2 separate regions of the Ovis aries genome follow, and region 2 is linked to region 1. Evidence: chromatin contacts called from public Hi-C data. All regions are on one chromosome and are shown on one strand. The core of a region is the stretch at or near the end of the contact, and the rest is flanking DNA. Distances in the headings are between cores, read along the strand shown. Region 1 overlaps DNAJC18 (DnaJ heat shock protein family (Hsp40) member C18). Region 2 has its middle 17 kb from the start of PSD2.

The links. A called contact is a pair of places that touch in the nucleus more often than the background predicts.
Region 2: a contact with region 1 is called in a Hi-C map of hypothalamus, with 6 times the contacts expected there. The contact joins two enhancer-like sites. A contact is called at or near these places in 5 of 16 Hi-C or Micro-C datasets (blood, hypothalamus, mixed tissues and 1 more).

What each region holds. Positions count from the first base shown.
Region 1 is chr5:48,348,483-48,354,617 of ARS-UI_Ramb_v3.0, forward strand. DNAJC18 (DnaJ heat shock protein family (Hsp40) member C18) reads right to left here. Exons shown (of 8, transcript XM_027970295.3): 7 at 5,089-5,261; 8 at 1-146. The coding sequence ends at 22. Among named protein-coding and RNA genes, the nearest start is that of SPATA24, 11 kb to the left of the region's middle. Within about 2 kb of position 1,484, at least 24 of the 54 cell types and tissues checked have an H3K27ac peak or open chromatin away from gene starts, as enhancers often do. A contact at or near this core is called in hypothalamus, where this site is marked.
Region 2 is chr5:48,607,065-48,613,414 of ARS-UI_Ramb_v3.0, forward strand. No RefSeq gene overlaps it. Among named protein-coding and RNA genes, the nearest start is that of PSD2, 17 kb to the right of the region's middle. Within about 2 kb of position 2,522, at least 25 of the 54 cell types and tissues checked have an H3K27ac peak or open chromatin away from gene starts, as enhancers often do. A contact at or near this core is called in hypothalamus, where this site is marked.

The sequences.
Region 1 (6,135 bases), core at 234-2,733:
CTGCGTAGGACTATCGGCCTCTCAGCCACCTCTGCGTAGGCCAATAAGTTTGGAAAGTTTTTCACAGTTTTCAAGTTTCAGCGATTCTGCTTTCTGTTTCAATCGTTCATCTCTGTATAATCCTGCCAAATTGGTCAACTCCGACTCTGAAAGATAAAAGAGGTAACCAATTCATCAAGAGAGTTGAGCTCCTTTGTTTCACTTCAATACTTCTGGAAGCAAAGCTCCTTTTACTTTATTTAATGCTTTTTCTTTCAATTTAAGAAAAAACTCATTTACTCGAGAAACATGCATCAGGAAGCTATACCACACCAGGTGCTAAGGATTAAGGGACACCTGTGATCCTGGAGTCCGACAGTATCTGTGCTCCATTACAAAAGCACCGGACTTAGCTCTTATCAATAGAACATTTGGCACTAGACTTAGGAAACCTGCACGTGTGCAGTAAGAGGAGACTCTGTTTCAAGGCTTTCCTACGAATGGTATTCAAGTGGCAGTTGGGAGAGAATGGAGTCCGATCGCCTGTTCCTGTCATCTGAAACAAAGGCAGCTGCTTCACCCTTCCCGAGTCGCCGGAGCATAACTCACATGCGCTGCTGGACACAGAGCCCTCCTCGGGGGGCCTGCCTGCTCTAGGTGCCCAGGCTGCTGGCTGCATCCTTCATGCCCTCACCACATGGGGGGCCCCTAACTCAAAGGGCAAAGGCAGCTGGATTCTTTTAAAAGTGAAATCATCTGGATCTGGTGACCTCTATCTCCTTGACGAAATATATTTCATTTTCTCCTCATAGTGGAGAAGGTCATTCTATTTTTAACCAGAATATAATCTCTGCTGTCCTCCTGGACTCAGCAGCGGTTTGGCGACCTCTCTTTTTTATTCTTTTGTATAGTTTCAGAGACACTCTGAGGAAGGAATGCCTGAAGAGAACCTCTAGAGACATGATGTGTATTAACAGGAAGGCATGCTTGGAGGGCCTGTGTATCTTCAACAGCAGACAGCTACTCAGTGTTTAAAGGCCCACACTTGTGAAAATGCTATTTTAATCATTCTTAAATATGCCTACTCATTCTTAATCACCTTGCTGACAGATTTTGTTTTTCTTTGTGAACGAGAGGCACCTGTCTGATTAATCAGCAAACTGACTGGAAACAGGACTTAATACTTAGCCACAGGGAACAATGAGCATTGGTTTCTGAATAAGTCTCTATCAACACAAAATACTGGCATTTCTGCTCACAATGATTCCGTTTACACCAAGTAAGGCCCAAAGTGCAGATTAAGTGCAGGACTTTAGGGTGAGGGGTGGGGATGCATGAAAACCCACCCTCTACAATAGGGGCTCAGAGCCCGGGCCCTGGCCCAGCAGTTGCTTGGCAAGCAGCAAGTCTCCTAGGCTCCAGAACAATGTGCTTTCACCCCGTGGCATGGGGCCTGCATTGCGTGCCAGCCAGAGCTTGCCTTGGCACAGGCATCCTCGCGGGTGATGCAGCTTCGTGGAGGATCATGGGCCGCACCCAAATGAGAGTCCTTGCTGCCTTGTTCCACCCAGAGCTGGGCACTGACTCCATTTGTCTGGCTGCTTTGGCATGTGGGAAACCTGTTCAAGAGGACTCTGTGGTCCTCTGGAGTCACAGCTGCACCAGTATGTAGAGCAGATTCTGTGGCTCAGCTTTTCCTTGAAGTGATTTCCTTAGGGTTTTTTTGTTACTGACCTTATCCAAATGTCTCACTGCCTGAAATCTCATTCCAGAAAACATTAACGGCTAGTGATTCTTTCTATTTTCTACACTGACAACCACTGTAATAAGCTGATGAAAGAAAATATACATGCACATATATGAATGCTTTCTCAAAACATGCTCCAAAGGTTTAGAACCCTGCTCCAGAGCAGTGACCCTGCACAAGGACAGTGTTTCAAGGAACCATGCCCCACACCCCCATGATCATGGTTGGAGAAACTTCTCTCCAGATAGCCACTGAATCCTTTTGTACTTCAATGAACAAAAGCTCAACTCAAAGAATATGTTACTTTTGACAAGTTCTGTTAATATTCAGTAACTTCTAAGGAAAAACAAAATCTTTGGCAGGGGCAGAATCCAGGGAACATTTTTTTCTTCTCTGCATAATGTTTCCCCTGCCCTGAATGCCAGTGTAATAGATGAACCAAGCATTGAGCTTTCAGAGTAAACTGACTTGGGCAAATTGCCAAGAGAAGCAAGTCCCAGAGCCTCCTCTCCCAAAATACTCTGCCCAAAAGCTCAGATGGGAGTCCTGACAGATCCCAACCACCATCATGATCCAGCCATGTGAGTCAGAGCTACATCTAGTTGAGCAAGGCCAAGCAAGGTCTGGATTCTGTTAGGATCTGGGCACTTACTATATGCTAGACACTATGCTAAGTGTTACACTCATGTCATCTTCTATAATCCATACAGCCTCTTTGGGAGGAAGTTCATTTTATCCCCATTTGAAAGCCTAAGCTCCTGCCCTCTCTGCTATCCTGCTCCAGAGCATGGACAGTTCTCCTCTGCCAGGCAGGGCTGGGGTCTCAGTCCCGCTCAGCCAGGTCCAGAGGCAGTCCTGCCTTTCATTTCGGTCTGTGCCAGCCCAGGGCCATGGCCACCTCCCCTAGCACTGGCTTTATTATCTAGATGCAGCTGTGAAGGAGTAGACAGGGCAATCAGTGTTTACACTAAAGGAGTACTCAGAAATTCACTCTGATGAAGCATTCTAAGGAAGAGCAGAGCAAAGAAATTAACAAAAGATTTTAAAAGACAATGGCTAACCTTTGCTAAAGCAGTTTCCATTCGATATTTTGCCAAGACTGAACTTTGTTCTCAAGCAGGTTTATTTTTACAACCTCCATCCATGTGCTAAATTTAACCACGTTGGCTGCACTTGCTGTTGGATCCAGAGGGCAGATGCTGCCTGTTCTCAAATGGCACTTGGGTTGTGTGGAGGCTCCGGACAGCCACCATCCTTAAATGCCAGAAATAGATTTTTAAGGGGTGTGTGCTGATAACCCCCGGTTTGGAACTTGTGGGTACACGTGTCATGCTCACCCACTTGATTATACCTGGAGGGTGCCAAAGCCCTGGAAGCAGGCCTCACGAGGATGGGAACACAAGGCTAGAAGCCGCTTTAGGCGTAATCCTTTCCATGAAAGTGAAAGTGTTAGTTGCTGTGTCCAATTCTTTGTGACCCCATGGAATGTAGCCTGTCAGGCTCCTCTCTCCATGGGATTCTCCTGGCAAGAATACTGGAGTGGGTTGCCAATTTCTTCTCCAGGGGATTCTTCCTGACCCAGGGATCAAAACCGGGTCTCCTGAATTGCAGGTAGAGTCTTTACCATCTGAGCCACCAGGAAATCCTAACTATGAGCTCTTTGCATAGTTCTAGCTGGTGTGTGTGGGGTGGGGCGGGGGGGCGGGGGAGGATTTAAGAAATATATATTTTCATCAATTTCTTGCATAAAGCAATAAATTCAAAACCCTCTCAGGGCCTAAAACAATGGAGACTCTTAGGACATACACTGACCCTCACCTGATTTGGATCAGGCGATCAATTATAATGCCTTTAAGGCCTCTATCTTGCTCTAAAATTATTTCCTGGTTTTTGAAACTAGAAAAACCTAGTTTAACAGTGAGTAGGGTTACTTCCAGACCTCTTGTTTTTTGTTTTTTCAATAAAAAAAAAGCAATCCCCTCCTCCTGCTGAATTCCCCCTTACATCCAAGTCAATGCCCACTATGCTCCTAAGGCACTGAGAGGTCAGGTGGGCTCCACCCTACAGGAGTAGAGTGTGGATACAAGGTCCCTCAGGGCCAGCGTTAGGACACTAGCCCTGCTCAGTGATCCCTAGCCCTCAGCAGTTTCACTTTTTCCAGTCCTGAGAATCCTCTCTTCAAAAGACATTTGTTGAGCATCTGTTCTGAAGCAAAGACTGTGCCAAGGGCTTGGGACACAAAATTAGTATGACATGGTTTTTGACCTCAGAGAGCCCAGAGTCCAGCAGGGAGGCTGTCATGTACCTAGAGGACACAAACACTGTGAGGATGGTACTGTCTCAGTAGGATGAGTGAAGGGCTTTAAACACACAGAGGAAGGAAAGATTAACTTGGGGTGGGGTTGGGATGCAGATGGGTCAGCAAGCGCTTAGTAGCACTGTGACTGAGGATCTAAATTTATCAGACACTGTCAGATGTTTAATAATACCCGGTGATAAGTTTTTAAAAATGAGTTAGTTTGCTTTTTAAAGATTAACCAAAGCCAAGTTTTATATAATTACTAATGCCTCTGTGTGTGTGTGTGTGTGTGTGTGTGTGTGTGGGTGGGTGGGGGGAATTCAAGTGGGAGGAAAGGGAGCCTGTTGGCTGAGGCAGGGCCGCCTTGTTACAGCATTCCCCATGAATGCTCACTGGAGTCGTAAGCCAAATCGTAAGCCAACACCATCACCCTCGCTGTCTCCAGACAGGGAAATGGTGTGGAAGGCCTGTTCCAGTAAGACTCAATTTTGTTCTGTGTGGCCACAGCTGATTGGAGGGGAAGAGAAGGGGCACCAGACTCAATAACAACAACCTATCAAACTTTGGTTAGGCTGGATCAGATTTCCCTCTGGGAAATGTGGAATCAGGAAACCATGGACCAAAGCAGCGAGCTACTTAAAGAGGAAGCTTGTGACATAGAAAGGGGCCAATGACTGGTGGGGTTGGGGAAGCTGGGAGAATGAATAGGAGGGTGGCAACCAAAATAAACTAGGGCAAATCAAGGCTGTGAAGGAGAGCCTGAAAAAACGTAGGAAAGCAGTTGGCAAAGAAAGGACAGAAGGCAGATAGGCAGACAGATGTAGCAACTCAGAGACAGACAGGCAGACAACTAGTACTGCCTAAGTCCCTAAAGATTTCAAGCCCTGGCCACATGAATCCTGTCGTAAGCCTCCCTCTTTATCATATTTCTAATATCCTGAATGGGGCCCTGTCCTGTCCATGTTCACATAAACATGAGTAGCTTAGAAAGAGAGGAGAGATCATTACGCTGGGGATCCCTCAGGGTGGCACCTTGCTTAACAGCCCCTTTTAAGCCTCTTACTTTGTTGTTTCTCCTTCCAACAACTGGTCTGGATGTAATCAATGTAATCCTTCTCTATCGTCTTCTCCAGGTCACGCAGAGATGCACCTCTGTAGGCCTTGTCAAAGTTTTTATCCACGAAGTAAGGCACCTGTAGGTTCTGGGTTTCTCTAGAAATGGTGTGGCCCAAGGTCCTAAAACAAGGAGAGGCTCAGGTGTGCTTGTTATATTTGGAAATATCACTCTTAGCGCTGGCCTCGCTGATATCATCATCACTCACCTCTTCATAGATGCAGATACCATTTCTAACACAACAACATTCATTATTTCCCAAGCAAAGCAGTAAGTGCAATGTTGTCATTGTCGCTACTCTATGAGCATGTTCAAGTGGATTCAGTCTCAGCATATTTACTTTATTCTCTTAAATGAGTCATCTCCTTCTCTTCTTTCTCCCGCTTTAAATTTAAGACATATATCATGATGGGTTTACATATATTGTGAAATGATTACCACAATGTCTAACATGTCTAATAGGTAATCTGCTAACATCTGTCTTCTCATACAGATACAATAAAAAGAAAATAAAGACCAAAAAAATTTTAAAAAGATGAGGATAAAGGAAAAAATTTTTCCTTGTGATGAGAACTCTTATTACTTAGTCTCTTTAACTTTTCTATCATTTCCTATCATACCGCAGTGTTCACTACTATAACACTGTATTGTATGTGACATACATCATATTTACTAATATTTCTCTTACAACTATTAGTTTGCACCTTTGACCATCTTCCTTCAATTCCCCCTCCCTCTCTCTTCCACCTTTGGTAACCAGAAATTTGATCTCCTTTTCTGAGTTTTTTTTTAAGATTCCACATATAAGTGAATATATTATATAGTATTTGTCTTTCTCTGACTTACTTCGTTTAGCATAATGCCTTCAGAGTCCCTCAGTGTAGTCAGAAATGCTAGAATTTTCGTTTTTAGGGCTGAATAACATTCCTCTGTGTGTATATATGTGTGCACGTGTGTGTGTAGGCTTTTTCCATGTCTTGGCTACTGTAAACATTG
Region 2 (6,350 bases), core at 1,272-3,771, 260 kb after region 1:
AAGCTGGCTGGGAGGTGGTGGAGCGGTGGCGGGAGAGACGCGAGCAAAGGTTGGGAGAGATGGCCTGGGGGGAGAGCGGCTGAGTCGCTGGGGAGGGAGGGAGGGAGGCCGTCGCGCTATAAATACCTCCCAGGTAACAGGACCTGTAAATGAAGGGAGGGAATTAGTCACATTCCGCGGCGCCTCGGAGAGAGGACAGGGAGCAATGACCTGAATCCATGGAAGGGAAAAAATTAGGCTAACCTTGGCAGGGGGTGGTTAGGGCTGGATGATGTGCCTTGTCGGAGAGGTGCCCCAACGGAATCTGCCGGACGGGCCACGGAGTACCAGCCGTGAAGGAGGGGTAGTTTGTCCGCTCTGTGCCCCGGTGTGCGAGGGGCTCTTTTCTTCTCAAGGATTCCCTGGCTTCTCTCAGAAACTCAAACCCAGTCCTCTGGGAAGTCCTTCCAGAGCTCTAGCCCTGGTCTCTCATGTCACTCACTTGCTGCCCTCCCGAAGCGCTCGCTTTCCCTGAAGCCTCCACATTATCATGTATTTCGCTCTGCGGGGTCACTCCCCGGATTCAGGCAGAGGAATCTGCGTGGGAAGGGAAGAAGGAGGTGTCCTGCTTCCTAACTGGACCCCACTGCCAGGGGCCTGGATCCTTGTCCCTTGTGGGGTGATGACCGTAGTTTGCTCCCCGATCTTCCAGCTTCACCCCACTCTGGACCAGGCCCCCCACCCATGGTTGCCAGAGCAAGAGTCAGTGACCCGCCCTCCCTTGCTCACACCTTCCTCCTCCTCTAGGAGTGGAGTCCAGGCCCCTCAGCCTGGCACACCCAGGCCGCCCAGATCAGCCTCCCAGCAGCTTTCTAACCACATACTCGGCCCTTGCTCTCCCTCCCACCCAGCCTGCCACTCTAAATTCACCAGGTGTTTGCTCTGGGTGTCATTTTGGCCAAGGATGCCTCCTCTTGCTCTGCCTGGTAGATCTGCGTTTTCTCCGGGGCCTCCTAGTCTAAAATTCTCCCCGCAACCTCCGCAGCTGAGTGGGGAACTACTATGCCGTGGAAACATTTCTGGCAGGGGTCCTGTGGGGAAGTGGTTAGGGTCCATACTATGTGGCCTTGGGTGAATAAGTTCTTGTGCCTCGGTTTCCTTATCTTTAAAAAAGGGTTCTCACAGTGCTTTCCAAGGGTCCTACAGTTTGGGTGAGGTGCTGCATGAGGAGGGCTTAGCGCAGTCAGCGGGTGGCTGTTGTTGGGGTTACAGTATCGATCGCGTGTTTCTGTGTCTGCTTCCTCTGTGGGCTGTGAGATGGGGAGGGAGGGGTGGCGGCGCTGCGTCCCCGTGTGACTCGTCGCAGCAGCCGCAGTGGCCATCTCGCGCCTGGCACTGAGACGGTCGGCAAATGTTTGCTGAATTAATGAGTAGGGGCTGCAGGGCGGGCTTGGGCTGCAGTTCCGCCTGGGCTGCTGCAGCTGGGGCGCCTGGGTACATGTGTGAGCTGTGGGAGGACGAGTGAGGGTTATCTGTGGGTGGGGGATTCGTATCCGTGTCCCAGGGGTCTGGCGGCGCCGTGGGCAGCCTGGCGCGCCCGATCCCTGGGGTCCCCGCCGAGCGCCTGCCTGGCTGCGGGACCCCGTTGCCAGGAGCAGTCAGGATGCGGCAGCGTCTCCATGGCAACGCGGCATCTCGAGCCGCGCGCCGCCCTCCCCCGGCGCCCCGCAGTGGGCAGGAGGCCGAGCCTGGCAGCCCCTCCCGGCCCAGCAGCCAGCAAGCTGGGCCAGGAGGCCGAAGCCTGGTGGGAGGGATTGGGGAGGGGGTTCCTTATTTTTCTAGAGATGAGGGGCTGACCTGCCTTTACTTCCCTCTCCATCTGGGGGAGGTAGACAACAGGAGGGTTCTGTCCTGGGTCCATGTGCAGTATTCCCTCACCTCCCCTACTCTAGCCAGGAAGTCAGGAACAGGTTCTGGTCAGAACAGGAGACACTCACGGGCCAAGGGAGATCTCTGATCGAAGTCCATGCTGTGAAAATGGTACAATGATCCAGGCTCTAGCGGCTGTTTAAAGGGGGCACTGAGATACTGCTGGGGAAGTGCCATCCTGTCCAGGGTATGAGTACAAGACCAGTGACTTCCAGTACACCTAGTGTCTACCAGTATCCCCAGTTCTCACCAGCAATGCACATATCCCCAGTACCCTGAAGAAACAAACTCAGTGCTTCCCACTGTGGGCTCAGGTCCCACCCAGTGTCTTTGGCACTCACCTGGTATCTTCCCAGAGTGAGTATTTCCTGGGATCCTGGCAGTAAATCCTTCCAGTGTTTCCAAGTACCCACTTGACACCTCCAGTTGGTATCCATTAGCCCCCTATGTTTACTTAGTATTTTCAAATATCCATCCAGCTCCCTCCCCATTTCTACCCAGTAACTATGTGGTGCCTTCCTTTCAGTTTAGTCTTGGTGCCCCCCTCAATATCCACCAGGGACGACCCACTGGTCCAGGTACCTGCCTAGTGGCCCCTAGTGCCCTCCTCGTATCCAGCCAGTACCCTACAATCAGTACCTTAACAGTACTCCTATTCACTCAGTGCTAAGCACCACAACCCAGTAAACTCCCACTGTGCACCACTGTCTGCTGCTGCTAAATCTCCCTTTCCTTCTTATCTGCGCCTCCTCCCCACTCTATCCCCAGGGCCAAACTCCGCCAGGCTGCAGTGCTGTCGGTGGCCAGGAGGGGACGCGCGTTTGGTCAGCCAAAGACCGAAGCGCGGGGCGCGGCCCGGGTGGAGGTCGAGGGGCTGCATCCCAGGTCTTTGTCTTCCGAGCCTCAGTCCGCGCCCAGGATGGGGCTGCATTTCAGGGAATTCTTCCGGGAGTGACCGCACCCCTACGCTTATCCTCTGTTAGCTGGGTCCGCCGCCGCCGCCGTCGTGCTTATGGCTCTGGGAGGGGGCGCGTGCCCTCTGGTGGCCATGGCGCAGCACTGCTCCCTGAGCTGCTGCACGGGGACAAGGCGGTGCGTTCCTTCTCTTCATCCTTCCAATATCTTAAGTTTATTGGGTCTGTCCGGGTGTTGGCACGCGGAGGGTTGGTGGTTGGAGGGTTGGGGTTGTTGGCAATCCAGGCGCCTCTCTGGTGGCAAGGCAGAGGGACTGGAGCCTGGGATAAGGGAGAGCATTGGCTAGGGAGCTTGGGACTGGTGGTGGGAGGGGAAGTGCTGAATTGGCTAAGAAATGGATCTCTATTCAAGGATTCAGCAGTTTGGGTTTTTATCCAGGGTGCACTGCCTGCAGAAGGACTGGGGAGTGGGTGGGCCCGGGGTAGGGTGGTAGGGTGAGGCAGCTTTATTCCAGGCCTGGCAGCTCCTGCCTGGCCCTAAAGCCTTAGCCATGGGATCCCCATCATCGACCCACCTACTTCTGAATGAGGCCATTATTGCGTCTGCCCACCTGCCAGTCCTCAGTCCCCTGCCCACCAGCCTAGACTACTTCCCCAGTCTTTGGCAGAACCGGGTTGCCCTTTCCTTCTCCCGTTTTGTGAGGTTTTCTCTCTGCTGTGTATTGGGAAAATAGATGGAGTTATAGCAGGTAGGACCCAAGTTAGATTCCTACAGTCTGTCCTTGATTTGGGTGACCTTGGTCTGTAGGACCATCTGGGATCTGGTCTGGCATCAGGACAGCACTCAGCTAGCTACCTCTCATCTGGTGTGGGAAATGGCACCCTACTCCAGTATTCTTGCTGGGGAAATCCCATGGACAGAGGAACCTGGTGGCCTCCATGGGGTCACAAAAAATCGGACATGACTGAGCACATTCGCACACACAGGGCAGAAGAAGGAAGGTTTCCCAGTGGAGGAGTTATCTAGACTGGGTGCTGAAGGATGTAAAGAGCTCCCATCAGCGCTGTTGCTAGAACCCTATAGACACACTGGAAGGGAAGGAAGTTGCTGAGAAGCACAGTGCCAACCTCATTTAAAAAAAAAAAAAAAAATCTTGTATCTTCCAATGGAGGCTTCCCAGGTGGCCATTGGTAAAGAATCCGCCTGCCAAGTAGGAGATGGGGGTTCGATTCCCTGGTCAGAAAGATTCCCTGGAGGAGGAAATGACAGTGCATTCCAGCATTCTTGCCTGAGAAATCCTGTGGACAGAGGAGCCTGGTGGGCTACAGTCTGTGGGGTCACAAAGAGTCAGACATGCAAAGCATGCATACACACAGCCTCTGCTCAATGGATTAGTGAGTTCCCTTAGATTTATAGGTCCTTAGAGATGCCTTCTCCATCTTCTTCCTCCTTGTGTGGATGGGGAGACTGAGGCACCCAGCAGGTAAAGAATTATTCCAGAATCACCAAGAATGGATGGGTGGGAGGGCGGGTCCCAAGACGGCAGAGGAACAGGATGGGGAGACCACTTTCTCCCCACAAATCCGTGGAAAGATCATCTGCGTGTGGAGCAACTTCCGCAGGAATGGAGGAGTGGGTGGCTGAGCAGTGAGGTCATGAAGACCACTGGTCTGGTCTGGGTTTGGGCTCAGTTTTGAGACTTTCTGAAGGTGCTTGGGCAAGTCATTTCTTTCTTCCTGAGCCTTAGTTTCCTCACTTATAAAATGAAGATTTAAAACCTCTGTCTACTTCCCAGGATAGTTATAAGGATTAAATAGGATGAGGATGATGTTGGGGAGATAATGATCAGAGGTGCTGTCAGCTGAGCGCTTTCTTTGAGCCAAGTGAGATCCTAGAGGTTGACCCAGGCTCTGGGCTTTCCTGAGGAGGAGCTCGGTAATAAGCAACTCACAGGCAGAGTGACAAAGCCCCTCCCAAGCCTCCAGGATGCGCTTCAGGGCTCCTCTGGCTGTGCTCTGGCTGGAGGCAGAGGGAGGGACAAGATGACCTTGGGCTGTCCCCCTTGCAGAGCTCTCCTGTTCCCTAGGCCTGGATCAGATTTCCGGCCCCAGGGGAGGGCAGAGGGGGCTAGTTGATGGAGGAAGCATGTGTCCTGGCCTGGCAGCTGGACCTGGGGGCCTTGCCCTGGGTCCTGGGGCCTTTCCTGCAAAGGGAATATCCAAGAGCAGGAAGGAAGGAAGTGGGGAGGGGGAGGAAGGCGGGGGGAGGGAGAGAAAGGATGGGACAGGCCCCAGCTGGGAGTGAGTTTTCTCTGGGGCTGGTTGAGAAAAGACATCTGGACTGGCCTGGCTGAGAGGCCGTGGGTCTGGTCACCCTGGCTGGGGCTTGGATGTGGGTGAGGAGGTGGCGGGGCAGGGGGAGACCAGAAAAGAGGATGCGTCCCACCCTCTGTCTCCTCATCTGTGTCACAGGTATGAGAACACCTTCTTCCTGGGCAGGATGGGGAGTAAAACATGAAGTCTAAAATGCAAAGTGCCACAGGGGCCTGAGAGGTGCGTCATGCCTGTTTGGTCCTTCCTGCCTGGCCTGGCAGCCTGACCTGTGAGACTGCATAGACCACAGGCTTCATTCAATAACCATTATGAAGCACCTACTGTCTGAGGAGCACAGGGCCTGTGACGGTCCAGGAGAGGTGCCTGACTCAGGTCAGGAGGCAAGGGAAGGCTTCTTAGCAGAGCTGATATTCATGCCAAGACTCAAAGGATGAGTGTGAGTTTGCCAGAAAAGGGGCCTGGTGGGGAAGAAGGGTACTAAGTGCAGGGAAAGAAGAGCAGGTCTTGAGCCCAGGGTTCAGGGCGAGCAGTGCTATGGTGGCAGCAGGATGCGTGGCCAGGAGCAGAGGGAGGAGGTGAGGTGGGGTCTTGGGGCTCAGCAGTAGTGCTATGGATTTTATCCTGAGGGCACTGGGGAGCCACAGAAGGTTATAGGCAAGGGTGGCACAGTCAGAGTGGAATAAGGCCCAGTGGAGGGCACTCAGGGCGCCCACCCCTGTGCCCTCGTCTCTCACAGGCCCTCAGAGCAGCCAGGCTGGAGCTTCAGAGCCCTTGAGTAACTCCTCAGGTTTTCCCACCCCATTTCTTTGTCAGGGCTTCCTCCCCACCTGGAAATTATTTCCTTGGAGAAGCCGACACCCTCCCCTGACCATGAAGACACAGCACGGGGAGGCAGAGCAGCCCTCAGTCCCCTTTCCTTTCCAGGCCTCCTCATCAGTGGGCCAATAGGAGACAGGGTTGGTAGAATGTGTGCGAACTGAGCGAAAGAAAGACAGTTGACTTAGTTCGTGCAGTGTTCCTGCCCCTCAGGTAAGAATAAAATACACGCGCACGCACAAGCTACAAAATGCGAACAGTGAGTCTACACCTGAGTGAAATGTCCTTATATTTGCATTTAAAACTGGCCTTGCACAAGGTAAAGGTGAATGGTAAAAGTCATGCTAGTCATTAAAATTTTTAATTTTTCTTTACTTA